Linked DNA regions of Astyanax mexicanus: region 1 is linked to region 2. The links are chromatin contacts, called in public Hi-C maps. All regions are on one chromosome and are shown on one strand. Each heading gives the region's core, a stretch centred on a gene start, on an enhancer-like site or on the middle of the called end of the contact. The rest is flanking DNA. Distances are from core to core; before and after follow the strand shown. Region 1 holds the start of epb41l5 (erythrocyte membrane protein band 4.1 like 5). Region 2 overlaps epb41l5 (erythrocyte membrane protein band 4.1 like 5).

The links. Hi-C and Micro-C count contacts between places; a contact is called where the count stands out from the background.
Region 1: a Hi-C map of muscle shows a contact between it and region 2, with 12 times the contacts expected there. The contact joins the promoter of epb41l5 here to the enhancer-like site in region 2. A contact is called at or near these places in 2 of 3 Hi-C or Micro-C datasets (both in muscle).

What each region holds. Positions count from the first base shown.
Region 1 is chr11:11,847,293-11,854,915 of AstMex3_surface, forward strand. It overlaps epb41l5 (erythrocyte membrane protein band 4.1 like 5), which reads right to left and starts at 3,731. Exons shown (of 25, transcript XM_007260573.4): 1 at 3,576-3,731; 2 at 682-884. The coding sequence starts at 861. It overlaps ptpn4a (protein tyrosine phosphatase non-receptor type 4a), which reads right to left. Exons shown (of 27, transcript XM_022680487.2): 27 at 5,708-7,623.
Region 2 is chr11:11,801,934-11,809,857 of AstMex3_surface, forward strand. epb41l5 (erythrocyte membrane protein band 4.1 like 5) reads right to left here. Exons shown (of 25, transcript XM_007260573.4): 19 at 7,353-7,481; 20 at 6,726-6,790; 21 at 5,995-6,111; 22 at 2,962-3,043; 23 at 1,685-1,762; 24 at 1,501-1,563. Among protein-coding and RNA genes, the nearest start is that of ramp1, 12 kb to the left of the region's middle. Within about 2 kb of position 4,553, the one cell type or tissue checked has an H3K27ac peak away from gene starts, as active enhancers do.

The DNA of each region.
Region 1 (7,623 bases), core at 2,481-4,980, 45 kb after region 2:
TACTAGAAAACTCAAAGCCAACTGCAGCAAAAACTTTAACTTGACAAGCAAACTGGTCAATAATCCATTTGTGAGTTTCTGTGTGGTATCTGGGGCAAAGCACAGATTCAAAATGTCAATAATAGGTGTGCGACAAGAGAAAGTACACAAGCCAGATATGCCTGGTTATGCACAGCTGTTACACAATTACAATGTTAAAACACTCAAAGCAGCCCAACTAGCACTGCAAGAACTTTTCCCACAAAGATTAACAAGGTGGTACTCGCAGCAACTTTCCAGCAGAAGGAAACACAAACAAAACATTCTGAACTCGCAATAAAAGTCAATGTAAACAAATTTTGAAGCCATTTTTCATGACAAAAAATAAACACCTTTTGGTATTTTTAAATAAGGTTTAAAAAAATAAAAACAGTGGTCCCGCAGACTAAGGCACTGCCACTATGATCGAGAGATCGCTGGTTCGAATCCCGTTCATGCACCTCGCCATCAGCTGCCGAAGCCCTAAGAGAGCACAGTTGGCCTTGCTCTCTCTGGGTGGGTAGATGGCGCTCCAAAGTGTATCAGAACCGAGTCGCTGCGCTTTTCTCTGAGCGCGCTGTGATGCTACTCGGCAATGCCGCATCAGCAGCAGCTCGAAAAAAGGCTGTGGATCTTCCAGGGTGATCATGATAAGCTACTCACCGGTAAGTCCACGCTAACATCCGTCCCGTCCAGCAGGGACACTCTGCAGGTGATGATGTTTTTGGTGTCTCCAGCCGCTGGGATGTGCGTGCTGGCTCTCTGAGCCTCCCTCAGCCGCGCTCTCTCTGCGGCCTTGCGGGCCGAGCGCCGGCCCAGAGTGCGCCGGAGAAAACTCAGCATGGCTGAGGACCTGCGGATTATACCTGAGAAGAAAAGACAGAAGAAGAAGTCAACATGCCGTTCTGATCAGCCACTGAACAAGGAGTCAACTCTCTCATGAATCTGCTAGAACTGCCAAACAGATGTACAGGATTAAAGAAAAAAGGGGGACTAAGGAGACTAACTTTATTCATAACAGTCCTAGATAAGTATATTTTTATTACTCGGACATCCTGTACATATAAGAAGAATAAGCTTTAGAAACAGATATGTATTTTTGAAACTAAGCCCATAAAAATATTAAATCACAACTATATCATAACTATGGATAATTAATGGACATAATATTGGTATTTAACTGTATTTTTGGGAGAGAGACGATAATAATAATAGTGTAAAGTGGTTTACACCTGACAGACCAGATCCTTTTATTTTTTTACTGTATAATAATATCTCACGCCATTTCTGATGCTTTTTAAACTAGAATATTGTAATGTGCTGAGTTACTGAGTTTAACTGAGAATTTTAAAGGAGAAAAAACATGCTAGTGTAGCTCCATATTCCACACTCATCAGCTTGGGAAGAGGAAATGTGCCATTAGCTGTGTGTTTGGGTTTGTGCATGCATGAGCACACAAATGTGTGGGAGAGAGAGAGAAAGAGAGAGACGAGAAGAGAAAAAAAGAGAGAATAAGAGAGAGAGAGAGAGACAGAGAGAGAGCATAAACCTCAGCAAATATAAAAGGCAATCTATCTTCTGAACTTAACAGTAAATGTTGTTGCTAAATATCGCTAAACAAAACAAAACTAGTAATATGTTTTAATAACTGAAAATATGCTGTATGAAATGATAAGATGTATGGGTTTTGTACAATTGTTGTACAAATTTGCCCCATAGTAATGAATGGGTCATCTCAATCGTTCAGTGTAAAGTGGTTAGGATTACAAGTCTTTTTCTCGTTCTAGTGTTCTAGTGTTTAATATTATCGTTATATCACTGTGTACTTATAATGACAGACATATATGGGACATTCCAGGATTTTGGTACATTTCCTGTCCCACCACTTACATTTTAAATGTACATATCCAAAATATCTAAATGACTGTTTTTTGTGAACAATGTACTTGTGATAAGACAAACTGTAAAATATGGTGGAAAAATAAGCTCCTAAGATATTATTCAAAAGACAGAATACCTTTGGACCACCTCAAAAAATGGCCGTTTTCTCTTGTCCCACACATTGGGTGACCAACTCAAATTTAACAATTAAAAAAAGCTCTAAATAAATGACTTCTTCTTGTTTATTGTTGATATGCATCTCCTTTACTTATGAAAACAACTTCTTTGGTCTACACTGTATTGCATGTTACAGTTTTTATGCTATAAATTTGTGTCCCACAACATGCGCACAACCCTGTTACCATAAGGAATTTTACCTGGTAGAGAAAGAGTTGAAAATATTTGTCTACTGGCACAAAGGAAGTTACATCACAAGGACATTTTCTGCAAGAGTAAGTGCTCTAACAATTTTCAAGTTTTTTTTTTCCCAAATATGTTTGTCCAATCTGTGTGTGTCACTCAGTGAACGCAACCCTGTTACTCATATTGTAAGACTAATAATGAGTAGAATCAAATTTTTCTTTATATACTTATATAACCATGTTTGTCCTTGATCTTGTATACATAGCTAAATTTTACAGTTAGCATCTGTTCCTGGGGTAAACCACAACTTAGCCTTAGATTCAACATAGCCTATGCTATCCGAAGTGTATGTATATATTATTATCAGTTATTATCAGTACACAGTGATGGCGGTGTACGGAGCAGAAGCTCAGGTTATAGGATGTAAACAGTGTTTCATGTGCACTTTTGAAGTTATTAATGCCTCGTTTTAAATGTCAGGGCTCTCCGGGTTCTAGCAAGGAGGTGTGGAGCTACTTTGAGCTGGATAACGGTGGAAAAAGCGATTTATTGGAGCAAATTATGTCCCGTGTCACCCAGTCTGAAGGGTGTTTGGACAAACAGTTAAAATTTCTGGATCTTGGAACACTGTGGGAGAATGGAGATGTGCTATTCATCGAAGTTAAGTACTTTTTAAATCATGTTTTACTACACCAAAAGTCAATTTTACACCGGAGCTCTCCTTTAACCCACAGCTCTAACTTTACTAGTCTAAAACTCCAACAAATCAGCACACGGTGATCGATTCACTGCAGAATCGGATCCGATTCGTTCTTTTTATTCTCCATTTATACTACACCTAGCATGAATTTCCCGATAGACCGCCATCGATAAAAAAAAAACCTGTTACTGGATCGTTCCCATCCCTACACAAGTCTAAAACTCGGCTCTTTAACGTGAATCGCATCCCAGCGGGGACCTGAACACCGAGTCGACTCAAAGAACCGACTCTTTCCCAAATGAAACATTAGATACTGATGATTCGGATCCAACCTGTTGCTGTTCTCCACTTCTCTCCCTCTGTCCCTTTATCCCGCGCGCGCATCAGTCTGATAGCTATCTAAATCAACAAATAAACATATAGAGGGTTTTATAATGTGATATTTAATAACCTGAGCGCGGACTGGACCGGGCTTGAGGACGCTGTGGGTCAGTATGTGTGTGTGAGCAGTGTTAGTTGGTGTTAGTAAGGGTAGCTGAGCCGCTGACCGCTACGCCACTTGTTGATCCAAAACAGGCGGAAAGTCTGAAGCCCGCAGGCCGAGTTTACTCACTCTCAGTCCGGGTAAACACAGCTCCTCCACCCGCGCATCGATCACAAAGCAGCTCCGCGCTCCGAGGAGCTCATATCCACCGCTCAGCTCCACCACAACACCCCGCCAGCCAGCCCGCTGCCCCGCTCTCTCTCTCCACTATACTCGCTCTGTCTCTCCCCCAGAGCTACAGGAGGAGGATCTGCTCCCTCCTTCAGGAAATGACGTTCCTGAAATCCCTAAAAGAGGATTGAGATTTAAAGGAGCAGCGCTGAAGGACAGCCGGGGGCTAATCTTAGCAATTAGCTTCACAGAGTCTCATCACCGTCGGATATCATATGATACAACTTTTACATACAGCTCTGAAAAAAAAACAAGAGACCACTTAAAATGGTGAGTTTCTTCGATTTTGCCAAATTCAAAAAACTTTGGAATATAATCAAGAGAAAGATAAATGATAGATGGATGGATGGATGATGTTTTGAGTGGCATAAAGTGATCCAAAAAGCAGTGTGTAAGACTGGTGGAGGGGTACATGCCAAGATGCATGAAAACGTTTATTTAAAACCAGGGTTATTCCACCAAATATTGATTTCTGAAAAAAAATATGAATATGAACTTGTTTTCTTTTCATTATTTGAGATCTGAAAACTCTTTTTATTTTAGCCATTTCTCATTTTCTGTAAATAAATGCTCTAAATGACAATATTTTTATTTGGAATTTGGGAGAAATTTGTCTGTAGTTTATAGAATAAAACAACAATGTTCATTTTACTAAAATATATACCTATAAGTAGCACAATCAAAGAACTTGATTCAGTTTCATATCCTTTGAAATTTTTGTACATTTTGTCTTCTTACAATCACAAAATTACATTTATTTTATTGAGATTGAAGTGATAGACCAACACAAAATAGCACATAATTTGTGAAGTGGAACAAAAATAATACGTGGTTTTAAAAATTTTTATTAAAAAAAATGTGATGTGAAAAAGCACTACTTCCTCTGAAACCCCTACATAAAACCCAGTGCAATCATGAACGTTTGACAAGTTTATGAAAGTTTGGGAACCCCTGATGATTTTCATGATTTTCCTTCACAGGCCTGCAGGTACCACAGCACCACCCCCTGGTTGTTCACAGGGTTTTATTACCTGTGTTAAAATCTCTGATGCATGAATTCCAAACTTGTCATGAACCACCACAGATTTAATTAATATAAGCTCATAAAACTCATAAACTCATCTGCTGTTTGGATCTTAGATCTTTGGATCAAGAGTGCTTTATTAGCAGATCCATTCCCATGTTTACTGAAACCTAGACACAGATCATATTTTAATGAAAAGCATTGTAGTTGTGGCATATATGGGTCAGCCATAACATTAAGACCCCCTGTCTAAGATTTTGTGGCACTATTGAGGCATGGACCTCACAAGACTTGAACGTGTTTACAAGTTAGGTGTTCCTAATAAAGTGGCCAGCAAGTGGAGCACAAGTTTCTAATAAATTGGCCATTGAGTTGAAGTTTAGGGTAGGTGTTTCTAATTAAGTGGCCTATGTAATACAAGGTAGTTTTTTTTAAATAAATAGGCCAGAAACTGAAATCTCAAGGTGGAGCTTTCTAATAATATTTCACTGAGTGACTGCACAAAGTATGTGTTTCTAATAAAGTGTCCAGAGACTGAAATCTCAAGGTGGGGGTTTTTAGTAAAGTGGCCAGAGACTGAAATCTCAAGGTGGGGGTTTCTAATAAAGTGGCCAGAGCCTGAAATCTTAAGGTGGGGATTTCTAATAAAGTGGCCAGAGACTGAAATTTCAAAGGTGTTCCTAATAAAGTGGCCAGTAAGTGACTGCACAAGGTCTGTGTTTCTAATAAAGAAGCCAGTGAGTGTAACCACAAGGTAGGCATTTCTAAAAGTGTCCAGTAAGTGGAAGCACAAGATTGGTATTTCTAATAAAGTATCTAGTGAGTGGAAACACAAATGATGGTGTTTCCGATAAAGTGGCCAGTGAGAGGCACAGAAAAAGTAATGACTTATCACTCAAAGTATTGAGAGTTGAAGCAAAACAAAGGGTATGTAATACAGATAATTTTTTCTGCTATACTGAGTTGCAAATTTGTCATTTATCAGAAAATAATACCATCACACACATCACATTTTCTCTTTTATTTTTAAAGGTTTTTTTTTAATATACAACATTGTATTCACACTAGAATATTTACAAAATTAACAAGTGGCACAATTGACTTTTTCTTTCTCTTGCAGGTGTACGTAAGAAAAAAAAGATAAATATAATGTCAACAAGACTTTATAAATGTTTCATTATGCATGTTTGAGTAGCTTTCATGATCCTCTCTCGAAAAGTGCTGTCCTTTTCCACAAGGCAGAAAACATTTCATTTGAAAAAACGCTCTATATTTATTAACTCAACACACCCAAACCTGAATCATATGCTGGAGAAGTTTAAATGGACATTCAAGAGCAGAGATATTGATTGGTCCTAAAACCTAATCACCCAATATTGTCCTATAATCTTCAGATTAAATGTCACTTGGTACCTAGTAGTAGAGTTTCAAGCCTGGACCAGTGCTCTGTACCACTGGAAGAATCCTCCACAGACTCCATGTCCACGGGACTCTTAATGTCCAGTAGATTTATTGGTAAATCGCAACCAGTTTGAGAAGCAGCATTCGTAAACAGGGCGTGAGAGACAGCTGGTGAGATGGGACATGGGCTCAGAGGCTTCTGCTATAGATAAAGCTCAGAAAACGGCTGGAAAAAAAAAACTTTAGCATACTTTGTCTGATTCAGGCTTGCTACGCTAAGTAAACACGAGAAACTGTCGACCAAAAAAGGCCAACTTTCTCTCTTGAATCTCCCAAACACACTACAATTATTAAAGGAGTAGTTTGTTGACAAATCCACATTTTAAGAATAATATTTAGGTGTAAATATAAATGTTAGCTAGCCCCCAAAAAGAGCAGTGTTCTGGTAGTGCTGGCAGTTCTGGTGTTTTTTTTTTTCCGCTAACTGCTCTACCTGATGTTAGTTTGGAAATAGACGTTGCAGCCTTTGGGTAGCACTGTTAGCTTATTAGCTCATGCAGGGAAATATATTGTTTAGCTGGATGTGTTTATTTTAGCTACTTCAGCTGAGCTTGTGAGGCATATTGGTTATCTCTGTTAGCTTATCTGAAAGGGCGGTGTCTATTAGCTTTTTGAGCATTTTCTTAAGGGTAGCTATACCTTTGAGCTTTGTTTGCTAATCCAAAGGACTGTAGGTTATTTATTAGCTTTGTTAGCTCATCTGAAGGAGCGTGTTTATTAGCTCCACCTGCTCACCTGAAGTGAAGGGATCCATTAATTAGCATTGTTTGCTCATCTGAAAGGGTTTTTCTATAAGCCCTATTAACCCTGTTAGCTCAAAATTGTTAGCTTGCCCTAAATAGTGTTTGAGCCCTGTTAGGTCAACTAAAGGGATGTATCTTTTAGCTTTTTTTGAGCTAATCTGAAAGGATATACTGGTAAGATTTGTTAGCTCATCTGAGGAGAAGCATCTTTTAGCTCTGTTAGCTCATCTTTTAGTTATATTAGCTCTTCTGAAGGGGTGTATCTATTAGCTCTGTTAACTCATTTGAAAGTGTTTATAAGATAGCTACATTAGCTCATCTGAAGGGACAAATTGGTCAGTTCTGTTAACTCAACTGAAGGGGTGTATCTATTAGCAATGTTAGCTCATCTGAAGGGACACATTGGTTAGCTCTGTTAACTCATTTGAAACGTTGTAAAGGATAGCTAAATTAGCTCATCTGAAGGGACAAATTGGTCAGTTCTGTTAACTCAACTGAAGGGGTTTATCTGTAAGCAATGTTTGCTCATCTGAAGGGATAAATTGATTAGCTCTTAAATGTGAAAGGGTTAATAATACAGCTACGTTAGCAAATCTGAAGAGGTGTTGCTATTAGCATTGTTGGCTAATCTGAAATGATGCATCTATGAGCTCTGTTGGCTCATTAACTCATCGGAAGATAAACTTTAAAAAAGGTTTAGCTCATCTGAACGGATGTA
Region 2 (7,924 bases), core at 3,303-5,802:
ATCGTAGTTGGAACAGGGTCTGACACTGAGCACCATATCGATGGCACATTCCATTTCACAATGGATCGTGACCGGCACTGATCGACATCACCATAGGAGTGATGATCGGGGGGAAAAAGCGCCATCTACCCACCCAGAGAGAGCAAGATCAATTGTGCTCTCTCAGGGCCCCAGCAGCTGACGACAAGCTGCATAACCAGGATTCAAACCAGCAATCTCCCGATCATAGCGGCATCGCTTAGGACCACTGGGCACCCAACTGTGGAATATTTATTAAAACTACATGGGAAGAAATCATGGCGAACACAAACCTGGTGGCAATCACATTATGAGTGTGAGAGAGATGAGGGAGGGAGGCAAGAGCGCCCCCTTCAGGATGGTGAGGGGTCATCTTTGCTGCAGAATCATGCTCTAGGAGGCCGTTAGTAAAGGTGCCGGTCTGCTAGAGAAGGGCAAAGAAAGGTGAGAGGGTTAGGAGGTCGCTAGGGGTCACTACGAGAGAGAGAGAGCACTGAAAAGTGAGAAGAAGAGATGATTGGTTGGAATTCTTGTCTATTTTTTTTTAGAATCATCCCAAATGTCTCTAGAACCAAACTGGATAAAGAGATTTCAAAACAAATCACAAAAAACATTGAAGTGTTTATTTATTGATCTAAAAAAGCCAATATTAAATTCGGAAATTCTGAAAATATACCAGATAATCCAATATACCATACCTTTCTTTTCAAAGTTATTATTATTAAAAAAGTGATTTAAAAAAAACCCAATAAAAAATCAAAACACAGAATTCCAGCCTAAGAAACTGTTAAGCGCAACTGTTAAGCATGGGGGGTGGCAGCATCATGTTCTGGTAACACAATGCTGCCTCAAGTCAATGAAAGCCTGACAACAAATTATAATATCCAAATTGCTCCAACATTTTGAAGAGGAATGATCATCATAAAGATATTGCTACTCATCAGGGTGACTAGAGTTAATAAAAGTAAGTTTTTCAGAAAGAATTGTTCAATAAATAAATGTAAAAACTACAATGTTTATCTACTACTCCTTTGTTTATTGGAATCTTTATCCAGTGTAATAGCTTGTGTTAAAGATCAAGTAGAAATACAAAAAAATAAAACACCACAATACATTGTATTGTGTTTACAGAACAATTGTGCACGTGTTCCTGTATAATTAATATCTTTAATATTAAATTTACAATGTAAAAACACACTGAGAAAGAGGTGAAGTGGTGTGCCCAAACGTTTGACCCGTATTGTGTGTAAAACAAGCTGCAAATAAAAACTACTGGGTCTCATAAAAGTGTAAAACTCTTCCGCTCCATATGCTTAAACTAATTAAGCAGCCTTTAAAAATCATTTCTTATTCAATAAAAGGAAACGCTGCTCTTTAAATTAAACATATGGAGTGTTAGAGTGGGCCTTTATTACTGAGATTAAACACTACTGTTAGATCCTGTTGAGCACTTTAAGGAGCCTCTCGGCAGCCTGAACTCACTGTAGCTGCTGGAATGATCCACCGCGGGGTGATGATGGGCTTGGGCGGCTGCACCTGCGGGAGCTGTAAGGAAGGGCATAACAGCACTTGAGTTTTCATCCTTACACTGCAATAAAACATGAAGAAATAAATAAAGCATGGGAATGAGACAGGACATTAAGTAGCAGTGCGTTCAGGGACTTACTACTGGGGTGGGATCTGTGAAGTCTATCAGGTTTTCACTCTGGGGGGGCGCATGTGCCTCCTGCTCCTCAGCTTTGCCCTGCGTTAGGAAAAACAAGCGTGTAAACTTGGAAGGCTACATTTATATTAGGGGTATGCCATATTACATTGCACACAATAACATTACCAAAAGAATGTACACATCCTAATATACGTATATCCTGATATACAAAAGATACATTTCCTAATATTGCAATATTAAATATTCTTGAAAGCAGTTTTGTTATTCACTGTATGTACTTGTATTTAATTGATTGCAGTTTATATGCATGCACTTTTTTGTAAGATGTTTGTTGTTTAATTTTTTTTTACACTATATGGTGCACCAGATTTTAAGGTGCCATTAGGTGCTTCTGTTAAGCATGGGGGTGGCAGCATCATGTTGTGGGAATGAAAGTCTGACATCAAATTATAATATCCAAATTGCGCCAGCATTTTGAAGAGGAATGATCATTATAAAGATGTTGCTACTCAACAGGGTGACATGAGTTATTGAAAGTAAGTTTTTCAGAAAAAAATGTTCAATAAATAAATGTAAAAACTACAATGTTTATCTACTACTACTTTGTTTATTGGAATCTTTATCCAGTTTAAGAGCTTGTGTTAAAGATCAAGTAGAAATACAAAAAAATAAAAAACACCACAATACATTGTATTGTGTTCACAGAACAATATCGCATGTGTTTCTGAATAACTAATATCTTTAATATTAAATTTACAATATAAAAAAAAAAAAACACTTTTTTTTCAAGATATTTTTGTTGAATTTTTTATGTATTTATTTTTTTTATACATTTATATGGTGCACTAGATTTTAAGGTGCCATTAGCGGCTAATGCTAATGCTGCTCCAGCAGTGCTAGCTGGGGTTAGCAGCAGGTTACAGGCCAATACGATAATACTCACATCTGAATGGCAACAGAACCAGCTTTTATTCTCTTCTAAACCTTCCCTAAGAACTAGAAGCTGTTATGGTCGTAAAGCAGGGTCAAACTCTCTATTAATATTTGTGATTTGAAGATGAAGAACTCTACAAATGATTTCTCATAGTGTGTAAATAAAGCAGAATGAATAAAAACTAATGGAGGACAACCAGCCATAAAGCCATCTCCTTCACTGTTAGCCAAGTTCACATTTTTGGATGCACTTTATGGACGGATGACTGCCAGACGCTGAGTGATGTGCTGCAGAAGTGCAGCAGCTGGACTGCTGTGGTCTGGCACACAGAGGTTTTTGTTACCTTGGCTGGATGGGCTTCATTCACTGGCTCTACTGGTAAGCTGGCCACAGAAGAAGCAAACTCGTCCCCTTTCACTTCAAGGCTGAGGAGAGACAACAACACACACACACACACAGACACACAGACCTTAGATCACATTTTAATCATTTCATTAAAGAGGCCTGTGATTTTTGTTTAATCTACTAGTGACTTGAACCACACTCCCAATACACAGAACCCACAGACACAATTGTTCAGAACACAGCAAACCTAGAAGATGAAAGATGAAGTGAGAATTTCCTTTAAACCATCGGTTAAACATGGTGGAGGCAGTATTATAGCCAACAGAACCTGGTCATTAGGGCTTACTGATGCAGTTAAGTTCAGCTAAGGTCCAGTTTGTTTTAAAGAAAGTAGAGAATGGACAGAAGAGATGGTAGAGGCTAAAGGTACATCAGAAGAGAAAGAGGCAGCTTATTTGTTTCTTTCTTTTTTTTTAAAGCCACTCCATCAAACTGCAGTGTTATTCAGGAGTTTCAGATTAGTTCTGCAGCACTGAGGCTAGAGTAGCATTAACATTAGCCGCTAACTGTTATTTCCCCGTTCAAAGGGGATATTATCAGCCAGTAGCCTGCTGGAGCAGCATAAACATTACCTGCTAACCACGCTCGCTATTTCCCTGTTCAGAGGTGAGTATTATCAACCTGTAGTCTGCTCCTTACCCGGCTAGCCCTACTGGGGTAGAAGCGCTGAAAAATGTGCTGAAAAATGGTTATTTCGGTGAGTAAATTGCTTCAGATTATTTAAAGTAAGCTTAGATTCACAAATTTCTGGATTCACAAAAGGCTGGAGTATTAGCATTACCCGCTAATTGCGCTCGCTATTTCACCGCTCAGAGGGGAGTATTATCGGCCTGTAGCCTGCTCCTATCCCTGGCTAGCACTGCTGGAGCTGTTAGCTGCTAATGCTAATGCTCCAGCCTTAGTGCTGGAGAAATTTGTGAATCTAAGCTTACTGTAAATAAACCGAAGCACTTTACTCACACAAATAAACATTTTTCAGCGCTTGTTTGACTTAATTTTAAAGTCTTTTTTTTATTACAGTTTTGTTTACTTACTTTTTAGCTTTACATAGCTACCCCCCCACCACCCCCCAGTGGCGAGACCTGCTGAGATAGAATTTTCTTATAAATGTGTCTTAAAATGCGCCATATAATCTAGTGTGCCTTATGTAAGAAAATAGACCAGGAAATAGATGTTCATTGATGGTGCGACTGGTGCGAAAAATACAGTTTAATAAATCTTGGAAACATTATTTTCCATGTATTTATACTTTGACCATTTCTATATATCTGCAAGTCGTCAATACACTAATTCCCCAACAGAAGCTCGAGATTCTCCTGTGTGCAGTCCTGAAACACTAGGCTTTTAATTACTCAGCATGTGGGTTATTCACCAGCCCCGCTCACATCTGCTCCCCTCCTGCCAGTTTACAGATAATTAAACCAGCAATTCAAGCTGCTGGAAGAAAGCAGAGAAAAAGTAGAGCACATTAACATCCACACAATGGAGAATTTATTCAAATCCGGAGCGCTTAGTCAGAGCGGTGACGTGTGCAGGGTGTATATACGGGGACCGCAGCTCGTTCTCCGCATTACAGCCTGTGTGTTCCCTCGTTTCCTTCATCTTGGTGAAGGTATGTAGCTACCTTTACTTTGTCAGGGTGAATATCAGCACTGAGCAGACAATGGTCACTGTAGAGCAGATATTGCCTAATTGTACTGTGTTTATCTGCTGCATCAGAGCACACTCTAGTTATGTAAAGACAACAAGTATCCAGGCAGAACTTGAATCACGTGACATGACCGTGTGCAGTGCACTGAGTCACTATTCCTCTAGATGGCAACAAAGAGCTGGAAATGGTTCAAATGTCTTGGTTTTCAATCTTATAAGCTCATAGAAAAGACCTGAACACAAGGCTGTTTGAATTAGATTAGCATTAGTTTAGACAGATAGAAGAAACAGGGGTTGGACAATGAAACTGAAACACCTGGTTTTAGACCACAATATAATTTATTGTGGTGACGGACAGTATTGGTGGAAACATGAGAGATGAGGTGCACATTGAATTCTGCGTGATTTGAGCAGCCGTGGTTTTATGTATTTTTTTGGATACAATCCGGGTTAGCACCCGAACATCCCTTTCAGACAGCTTCCTCTCGCGTCCACAGTTAATCCTGTTGGATGTGGTTGGTCCTTTTTGGTGGTATGCTGACATTTCCCTGGATACCGTGGCTCTTGATACATCGCAAAGACTTGTCTTGTTCACAGATGTGCCAGCAAGACGTGCACCAACAATTTGTCCTCTTTTGAACTCTGGTATGTCACCCATAATGTTGTGTGCATTGCAATATTTTGAGCAAAACTGAGCTCTTACCCTGCTAATTGAACTTTCACACTCTGGGGCGGGGTTATTTAAATGAGTGGGCTGTGTTTCCACAGTCCACGGTCTTTCTCCATCCTCTGGTCTCTACTGCGCAGACTCGGGTATCAGGATCACCAACATGGCGAAAGATTTTGGGTTCATTTTCATTGAATGAATGGGAACGGCGACATGACGTCCATCTTTTTTACAGTCTGTGGGTTAGCGTATTTTCTCAATCTGCCATTCACAGTTATCTACAGTTACAGTCCAGTTGGGCAGCACAGTATTTTCAACTAAAAACAAACACAACTACACAGTTTCTCATTCAAATAAATGTTTGTACAACCCTAGCAACAGAAGACGCCTCAGGTATCAGTCACACTAAAGCATCCCCGACTTCCGTCCTCCAGCAGGGGGAGGACCAGGTGCCTCCTTTAATCTGAGTGTGCCCCAGATTCAGCCCCACGCTCCACTGTCTCCACCACTGACCCAGCAGGATTACTCACATATACACTACACTACTTCTTAATAAGTACACACACACACACACACACACACACACACATGTGCACACACACACAGTGGTCTTTTGTGACTGTGCTGTTTTTTTTTGTTTTTTTTTGGACTGACCTGCTGGACGGCTGCAGGACAGGCTGCTTTAGAGCCTCCCTGGGCTCCTGCCGCTCTGCAAAGCCGCTCACCGTCAGAGAGGAGGTGCTGCCCATCCGCCCACCACGTCCCTTCAGCCTGAGACAGAGAGAGAGAGAGAGAGAAAGAGAGAGAGAGAGAAAGATACATATTACATAAAAATGTTCAATTTAATCCTGTGACAAAGTTTACAAAGACCATACAGAGATATAACACAGTGACATTTACTGATGTGTTAAGAAGATAAATAACTTCACTCACCACCTCCTTACCTCACCAACACACACTTCACACTTGCTAACAAGCTGTACGTTAAACTCAACACATGAAAATACTCTCCATTAAAAAAAAAGCATTAAACTTGCCTTAAAGTATTAGAATACAGTAAAAAAAAAAAAAAAAAAAAAAAAAGATTCTACTCTGCCAGCCCTAAACTCCACAACACTACACTGTTATTACTATAGCCTCCCCTCTCAAAAATAGAGGGAACGGTCAGCTAAAAAAAATATCATAATTTTCACACTGAATATTGTTGCATTCAATACAATTATTATTTTTTTTTTAGCAATTTACCCCATTAAATTCTGCCAATTTAAAAGTGTGAAGAAGAAAAAGTGTGATTAATCACAATACTTTTTTAAAATCAACTGACTCCCCTAATTTATAACAAATATTTTTCCAGCTTTCCTAGAGTTCGTCATCGATCATCTCACCTGGCTGCTGCTTCCTGCAGGTTACAGTTCTTTTCTCCAGTTGCTCCTGCCTCCTCTTTCACACCCTGAACAAAGACAATCCACATTTGTACAGTTAAGTCACGTAAGTTTAGTTTTAAGAAAAACGACAAAGAACTTGTTCTGTTCGTTTTGATCATTTTCTTTTAACATTATTAATAATCATTAATATCATTATTTTTTTGTAAATACATTTTTTAAAACCTTTGTAACCAAATTACGAGATGAACTCACTAGGCCTGTCCTAGTGAACTGACTGATGATGATTTATTTGTTAGCTCAAAATAGCTTTTCTTTGTCAATAAATGGAACACACAAATATTTTTAGATCAAATTTCCATGACTTTTACAAAACTTTCTGGGTATTTATTTTTCACATTGTAGTTTTATTTAAAAATTACTGGATGTCACATGAGCAAACTCCTGAATACAAGAAATGATTATCATAAAAAAAAATGTGATTTGAAAATTATTCATATCTGTGCTCAAGCATCTTAGAGCACATATGAAGCACTGGATATATTTTACCTTTAAAATAAAGAACAGCCTTATTCTGTGCGGTGTGTGTGTGTGTAAGAGTGTGTGTGTAAGAGTGTGTGTGTATGTTACCCTGAGTGCAGCCTCTGCCTGGGCTTTCAGGATGTTGCTCTTGAGCTCATCTGGAGCGGTCAGCTGACTCAGCGCTGGACTGCTGCCCACGCTGCTCAGACACTTATCTGTAAGCTTCAGCACATCCTCCTGAATGAACACACACACACACACACACACACACACACACAAGTGTCACTGGCCTATGAGCTGAGCTTGTCAACCCCTAATAATCTGTAATCACTAGGCCGTTCACAATAATTACACTATCAATGTTTCGTACAATATATTAGTATGACCTCAATGTCACCCATTGTGTTTATATAGGAATGATCATCAATATTTGTGACAGTTACGCTATCCTGTTCTCTCGTCTGTCTTGGTTTCTGAGGCTGAGGTTGGTAAGGCTTGGTCTTTCTTACCTGTAGTGGTCCTGATGAGGGCCAGTTTCATCACAACGTTTTTGACAATCTTCGCAACTTCAATTGAAGATAATTTCAAAGATCTTGAAATTTTTCAGATTGACTGATTTTATTTCTTAATGTATTTTTTCCCTTTATTTAGTTACCTCTTCACAACTTTACAACTGATGT